Regions from separate parts of the Sus scrofa genome. Here region 2 is linked to region 1. A link is a contact called in public HiChIP or PLAC-seq data. All regions are on one chromosome and are shown on one strand. Each heading gives the region's core, a stretch centred on a gene start, on an enhancer-like site or on the middle of the called end of the contact. The rest is flanking DNA. Distances are from core to core; before and after follow the strand shown.

The links. HiChIP or PLAC-seq counts read pairs in DNA pulled down with a chosen protein or histone mark.
Region 2: a contact with region 1 is called in an H3K27ac HiChIP or PLAC-seq map of skeletal muscle. The contact joins the promoter of ACTB here to the promoter of TNRC18 in region 1. A contact is called at or near these places in 1 of 5 promoter capture datasets (liver), 12 of 47 Hi-C or Micro-C datasets (embryonic fibroblasts, fetal heart ventricle, fetal skeletal muscle and 5 more) and 2 of 2 datasets of contacts at active chromatin or transcription factors (alveolar macrophages and skeletal muscle).

What each region holds. Positions count from the first base shown.
Region 1 is chr3:3,994,202-3,997,952 of Sscrofa11.1, forward strand. TNRC18 (trinucleotide repeat-containing gene 18 protein) reads right to left here and starts at 1,997. Exons shown (of 32, transcript XM_021086041.1): 1 at 1,591-1,997. It overlaps LOC110260072 (bcl-2-binding component 3-like), which reads right to left. Exons shown (of 7, transcript XM_021087964.1): 3 at 3,326-3,428; 4 at 1,591-1,747; 5 at 1,294-1,339; 6 at 1-6.
Region 2 is chr3:4,088,210-4,091,960 of Sscrofa11.1, forward strand. ACTB (actin, cytoplasmic 1) reads right to left here and starts at 2,174. Exons shown (of 8, transcript XR_002342206.1): 1 at 2,050-2,174; 2 at 1,208-1,336; 3 at 836-1,075; 4 at 1-388. LOC106509620 (a long non-coding RNA gene) reads left to right here and starts at 2,287. Exons shown (of 3, transcript XR_001307289.2): 1 at 2,287-2,700.

The DNA of each region.
Region 1 (3,751 bases), core at 747-3,246:
GGATTCCTGGGCGTCATAGGCTCCGGGGTTTCAAACCGTGAACCCTTGCCACGAGCAGTTTGAAATGTCTCCCTAAACACGATGTCACTATCTGATCCGTAAAGTTTAATATTTAACCTTTATGGGCCCTCGTCTCCCTTTTCGGAGTTGGGTTCCCCGGAGCTCGACCGGAGCCTGGGAGTTTGTAGTTTTTTCGCGAGCGAGGGTGCTAAGCGGGTTTGTTATTTTTAAGGGGACTCGTCGGCCCTCGCGCCACCCTCCTCGGGCCACTGTGAGTCGCAGAGTCTAAGTCCGAGGACCCGAGACGTGGCATTCTCGCCCGAGGACTGGAAAGAATCCTTCAAAACAAGCCTTAGTTTCATTTTCCAACGCCCTGGCCTGGGAATCCTGCGCCGAGGACGTGGCCTGGCGCGGGGGATCTGGGGGGCGTCAGAAGCGAAGGGAAAGATTCGAGGGTCTCCCTCCGACCCTAGCTTCCCCCACTCCCCCCAAAACAACCTACGAAGAAAACCTTGGCGGCGCGGGCCGACCCAGGGGCGCCTCCCCCAGCGCTGGGCAAATCCCCCTGTAGTTCCCGTTTAAAGCTATTTGTTGAAAAGATTTGCCGTTTGCCGATTCCCGCGGGGGCGGGAGGGGGTCTGGGAGCCAAGGCTGCCCTCGCTCTCCGCCTGCCCGCAGCAGCTCGGATTCCTGATTCCAAGAGGCCGGCCGCTCCTAGAGCCGAGGATCACGCCAAAGCCATCGGCTCCCGGGTGCCCGCCCTGCGCCCCGCGACCAGCGCCCAGCCCCCCGAGCTGCAGACCCCCCCCACCCCGGCCTACTCCAGCCTTCCTCCCCAACTTTCCTAAGGGTGCTTATTTTAACCTGGTTTTGGTTACAAACACCCTCTTCCTCCCTCCCTCCCTTGCTCTCTCCCATCAGGCTCCGGTTACCAGATCCGCGTTTACTTTGGAAAAATCTAAGATCGCCACATCCGAAGATACTGCCTCAAAGAGGCGAGAAGCGTTCCGTGATTTTAAAAAAGAAAAAAAAATGTTCTTTGTGTAGCTTTCTTTTAAAAGCCAGCGCTGCGGGGCATGCCCCGGCGCCCCACTTTGGGGAAGTCGAGGTGAAGCCCCCCGAAACACCCTTGCTCTGGCAGAGAAGCTGGTTTGGCCATCTGCGGGCTCCGCTGCGTTCTCCCTACTTTTCTCCCCCTCTTAAATGCAGTTAAAATGGCTGAATTCCGGCTTTTAATTAAAAACAGCCTATAATCGAAAACGTCTCGGCGTCCCTGGCTCCCCCGCCGCCTACCGGGAACCGAGGAGGGAACCGACGCCCCTCGGCCGAGCTGGGCGGGCTAGAGAAGGGCTGGGCAAGATAGAGAAGAGCTGGGGGCTCAGGTGGGCGTCCGGGGCACAGGGCCTCGCCCCCACCCCTCCCAGGGCGCCCCACTACGCCGGCCCTGACCCCCCGATTGAGTTCTCGAGAGCCGGAGAGCTGTGGGGATCCCCGGCGCAGCCCGAGGGGAAGGAGAGGTGGGGGGCCATCTGGAGAAGTTTGGAGACCACTGCGCCCGGCCAGGGGCGGTCGGGCGACCCGGCGGCGTACCTGGCGCTGCAGGGCTCCCGGCTTCGGGCTCCGGCTCCGGCGACTCTGGCGGCGGCCCCGGCTCCCGGCTCGGCTAGGCTCCCGTGCTGCCCGCCATCCCGCTGCCGCTGCTCCCCTTCGCCACCCGCAGCCGCCTCACACTTTTTGCCCGCCTTTCCTTTTTTTGGTAGAAAACCGCTCCCCAGGCCGAGCGCTCGGCGCGCCAACTCCTCCGCCCTCCCGCGGCCGGGCTCCCGCAGCCCCCGGAAAAGCCAGCTTTCCTCCCGCCGAGCTCCCCGCTTTTTAATAAAATCCAGGTAGCGCCGGTTTAAAGAATCCCAAATCTCCATATACAGCCCGGGATTGGAAAAGGTACATTACACAACCCCCCTTTCAAGTTCCTCTCGCTGGAGCTAAAAAAAAAAAAAAAAAAAAAAGGCGGGGGGGGAGGAGGAGGCTGGGGGAGGGGAGCACTCTCCAGCGAAGAAACACGCATTGTTCCCGGGTGCCCGCCTCCCCCCAAGGCCTGCCTCCGGCCGCCACCCATTGGTCGCGCGCGCCGCCAATCACGCGCATGTAAACACCTTGGCCCCCAGCCATTCCTATAAAACCAATTACGGACCTAGGGGCTCCAGCAGTTTCCAGGCTCCCCTCGGCGGGGTTGAATGATCAAAACTGGTGGTGAGAATTTTTCCGGGCCGTTTCTAGGCAGCCCTCCTCCCCCTCCACCAGCTCTGGGCCCCCCCCTTCCTCCTCCTCCCTTTTCCTCCCCCCCTCCCCAGCGTCTGGGCTGAGTGATCAAAATAGAGGAAGATGGTTGTCGCCGCAATCCAGGGCTTTGCAAGGCGCGGTTTAATGGGCCGCCTGTCAGCTTCCTGCTCGCAGGAGGAGGTGACGGGCCGAGCGGGCCGGGAAGGGCCTGGGGCCTGGCGGGCTGCTGCACCCCGCGCCCAGGCCCCCGGCTCCCCACCTCCCTTGGGGCGCGCCTTCTAGAACGCGCGGTGGAGACGCCAAAACAGACAAGGGCTGCTTTTTCCCTCTCCCCCCCCCACTTTAAAACAAAGCTGCGATTCATTCCCTCTTCCCCTGCAACGCGGTTGGGTGGGATGGGCAGGCGAGAAGGCCGTTTTCCGAGCCCGGGTCTGCGGGTTCCTCCCTGAAACGCGGTGTCAGATGGTTACTGATTAATATTTTGGAAAGGCCACGGCGGCGGGCAGCGGGTGAGTCTCTAATCTTCTAAAAGGGGTTCCTATAGAAACGCGGGCCAGGGCGCGCCCCTTTCTCGGCCCGGCTGCGGAGCTTTCACCGCGCCCCTCCCCAAAGGCTCTCTTTGCGTGGGCGCTCCCCTCCCTTTCTCTCCACCCCCCGCAAAAAAAAAAAAAATCAGAGCAGAAAAAAGGATTAGATCGGCTGAGCGCGAACTGACTCCCTCTCGATTCTGACATTTCAGCCTATTAGCATTTCTCCACGGGGCCTTCTGAAACCTATTAAAGTGTAATATTAAAAACCTCTTGGCTGGGGGCTCTCTCGCCTTCCATCCGCCGCGCCCCCTCCAGGGAGGGCGAGACCGGGAAAAAAAAAAAAAAAATCTGTTGAGCTCAGAGGAAGCAGCAGCCAAGCCCAAAAAGTGCTTGGCTGGCCGCGGCGGCCGGAGGGGGAGGGGAGTCCCAATCCCCCAGACTTTGTACTTTTATTTTGCACTTTCAGCAAAATCCTTTCTGGGCTGAGTCGCCGGGAGCTGCCCGCGGCAACCTACTTGGCCGCGGGCGCAGAGTGCGGACGCGGTCGGAGGGGCAGTCCTGGGGGCCCGCACCCTCTCTCCGCAGCCCCACAGGGACCGGTGCCCGGCTAGGCATTACCTACCCTCAGAGGGAAGCCTGGAGGGGCAGAAATCCTTGCCGATCCTGCCTCGGAGAGCAACCGCGGTGATTAGATTTTAATTAAAACAAGAGAAGCCCGCTCTTTCGCCCCGCGCTGCGGACTCAGCGTTTTGGCATCGCTTGTTCTATTTTTTTTCTTTTTTCCTCCAATCCATTTTTAAGGCAACTTTTCTGGGAGGGAGGGAAAAATGAGCTAGTTAAGCGCCAATTTTTTCTATTTTCTTTCCTCCACTTTTAGAAAAAGAAGGGGGGGTAGGCTTGGAGAGCGAACTGGGGGTGTCTAATTTAATTCCAGTATAAAT
Region 2 (3,751 bases), core at 924-3,423, 94 kb after region 1:
CGATGGTGATGACCTGGCCGTCGGGCAGCTCGTAGCTCTTCTCCAGGGAGGAGGAGGACGCGGCAGTGGCCATCTCCTGCTCGAAGTCCAGGGCGACGTAGCACAGCTTCTCCTTGATGTCCCGCACGATCTCCCGCTCGGCCGTGGTGGTGAAGCTGTAGCCCCGCTCCGTCAGGATCTTCATGAGGTAGTCGGTCAGGTCCCGGCCAGCCAGGTCCAGACGCAGGATGGCGTGGGGCAGGGCGTACCCCTCGTAGATGGGCACCGTGTGGGTGACCCCGTCTCCGGAGTCCATCACGATGCCAGTGGTGCGGCCAGAGGCGTACAGGGACAGCACGGCCTGGATGGCCACGTACATGGCTGGGGTGTTGAAGGTCTCGAACATGATCTGGAGGGAGGGAGGGACGCTGTCACCCTCGGGAAGCCGCCGGGGGCAGTCAGGCCGGACTGGGGACATGCAGAGAGTGCAAGGAACACGGCTAAGTGTGCTGGGGACCCCAGGTCGGGGAGTCACGTCAGACCTACTGTGCACCTACGGGATACACACTCCGAGGCCCCTTTACGGCAGCCTCGTCGGCTTTGTCACACGAGCCAGTGTTAGTACCTATACACCCACAGCACCTTATGCTTTTAACACCTAGTCAGAAAGGCAAACACGAGAAAGACTCCAGCTGGGGAAAAGCAAATAGAACCTGCAGAGTTCCAAAGGAGACTCAGGTCAGAGAAGAAAAGTCCTAGGAAAATGGCAGAAGAAAGAACAAGTGAGAAAGGGCGTGGCAAAGAGGGGCAAGAGAGGAGGGGGCGGCCGCCCGAGAGAGCCCAGTGGGCCACTGACCTGGGTCATCTTCTCACGGTTGGCTTTGGGGTTCAGGGGGGCCTCGGTCAGCAGCACGGGGTGCTCCTCGGGGGCCACACGCAGCTCGTTGTAGAAGGTGTGGTGCCAGATCTTCTCCATGTCGTCCCAGTTGGTGACGATGCCGTGCTCGATGGGGTACTTGAGGGTCAGGATGCCTCTCTTGCTCTGGGCCTCGTCCCCCACGTAGGAGTCCTTCTGGCCCATGCCCACCATCACGCCCTGCGGAAGGAGGGGCGAGGCGCCTTCAGCCCGGGCCCGGCCCCACCGGCCCCCACGCAGAAAGCCTCCCCCTTCCCTCCACCTGCTACCAAGACCCCACCCACCAAGTCAGACCCGAGGGCGGCGCCCTACCTGGTGTCGGGGGCGCCCCACGATGGAGGGGAAGACGGCCCGGGGAGCATCGTCGCCCGCAAAGCCGGCCTTGCACATGCCGGAGCCGTTGTCGACCACGAGCGCAGCAATATCGTCATCCATGGCGAACTGCAGGGGCAGCAGGACCGTGAGCCGGAGGCCGGGTGCGGCCGCCTCCGCCCTACTCACTTCCGGCGCGACGCGCGTTCGAGCCGCCAGGGGGCGCCGGCACGCGCCCAGATTGGGGACAAAGGAAGCCGGCCGGCCGCGTTATTACCATAAAAGGCAAACGCTGGTCGGAGGCGGCCCCGAGGCGCGCGGCAGGAAGCCAGGCCTCCGCCCCCTCCCCACTGGGCGCCAGCCCCGCCCCGCCCAAAAAGCGCCACTCGGCGGGCGCGCGGCGACCACACCCGGGGCGGCCCGTGGCTCCGCGAGGAAGTGCGCGCAGGCGCTCTCGCGCCGCGGCGACCCCACCCCTTCCGGCCGCCCGCCCCGCCCTCGCCTCCTGGGCCTACGGCGCACACGCACGCGCACTGGCGTCCCAGCCCCCACCCGGCTCGGCCACCGCGCCGCGCCCACCCACCCGCCCCGCCGCCCGGCTGCACTGCTCTCCCGCCGGCGGAGCGATCGGCCCGCTCGGACAAAGAATCGCCGCCGCTAGGGCTCCCAAAGAAACACTCTGGGAGCGCTCCCCGAGCGCAGCCCGGGCCCCGAACGAGGAGCGCATGAGTCCATTCCCGGCACCCGGCCGGCTGTCCACGGGGCCGGGGCGGAGGGGGCCACCTGCCCACAAGAGGCACGGGCCCAGCGCATCAGCGGCCCGGCCGGTGCGGGGACCCTACCTGGTAGCGGTGTAGACCGGCGGCGAAGGCGGAGCGGCAAGGGCGAGGGGCCTGTGCTGGCGGAGTGGACGCGGTCTCGGCTGTGGCTGTGCGTCGCGCCGCCGGGTTTTATGGGGCGCAGTCGCGGCGGCTCGAGCCATAAAAGGCAACTTTCGAAACGGCGAGCGCTGATTGGCCCCGCGCCGCTCACTCACCGGCCTCGCCGCACAGTGCAGCATTTTTTTACCCCCTCTCCCCTCCTTTTGCAAAAAAAAAAAAAAAGAAAAAAAAAAAAAAAGAAAGAGGGAGGGAGATGGACTGGCTAGGAGAGAGCGAGAGCGAGATTGAGGAAGAGGAGGGAGAGAGTTTTGGCGTCGGCCGCCCTTGGGTGCTGGGCCCCAACAGTGGGCCGCCGCCCGCCTGAGCAGTGTCGGGTCCGGCCCCGCTTGGCCAGGCCTGCACCCGGCCTGCTGGTCTCCGGGTCTCCCCACCCCGGCACCCTCCGAATGTGGATGCCCCAAAGCAGTGAGCGCCCCTGTGGGCAAGGGTCAGCACGGATGCGAGAGTCCCTGGTTGCTGTGGGTGCATGCTTAAGGAGCAGGTGGGGGAAAGGAGTGATGAGAGAGTCACCCTCCCCTTGGCGACATTAGCTCTGCTGCCCAGAAAGCCTGGGTAAGGGGGGGCCCCGACTGGGGGTGCTGAGCTTGCTAAGTGGGGGTGCTGAGCTTGCTAAGGGGGCACATTACTTAGAGACCGTGGGCTTGAGGGCTATGGTGGGGCATGCTTGAGTCAGGGGACTTGGAGACACGTAGCAGGGGCTTCAGGACTGCAGTCTCTAGGGACAGGACAGGCCCCAGGGGCTGGGGGCTGGAAGTTCCCCGTGAAGAGGGCTCCAGGCCTCCCTTGCTGCAGGCCCAGGAGAGGTGGGCTCCGTAGAGCAGAGAAGCTGTTCCCATGGAGCTGGGCTGCGGCTGAGGCTGCCTGGTCACACCCAGCCAAGGCCAAGCCTGGGCCATTAGCTGGCGACCCAGGCAGCTGCCAAGCACTGCTGGCTGCAGGCAGGCAGGGCCACTGAGCACAGCTCTGGGACCCACCATCCATCGTCTGTCTGTCACGTGCAGCCACAGCTGAACTGCCCTCCTAGACCATCTGGAGGCCACCAAGGACTGGGGAAGGACATTCAATGTGCCAGAGAGGAGTTAGGGGGAGGGGGGTGGGGCAGCAGGGACCAGCTGGGGCCCACTCCTGCCCTGGTCTCTCCACCAAACACGGGGTCAGACCTGGGTGCCCCCGGGTGTTCCCAGTGGTTCCCTGCTCTGGGAACTGCCTGTCCAGCAGGGAGAGCCTGCACCCAGGCGGGGGCCACCAGTGGGCAGTGAGTGGCCGAAGGAAGCCCAGCGGGGCAGCGTGGAGGTGCACCTTCTCCGAGGCCGTGACAAGCTGAATTTTCCCACAAAGGAAACAGGGCAGAGGGGTCCAGGTGGGGGCCCTGGCCTGCCCTCGGGCGTCTGTCTCCAGGTCTGCCTAGGGCTTTGCTACGCATAGTAGGTGCTCCTTGAGTGTGTGTTGAAACCAGCGAAAGATTAGTCCATATATGGGTGTGGAATCTGGCCAGGGAAGAGGCAGCTTGGTCCAGCCCCCTGTGGGAGGCCAGTGGCAGGGCACTTGGAAGGTTGCAGAGGCTACAAACAGGTAGGAAGGGTGACCGTCCCCCAGCGCACAG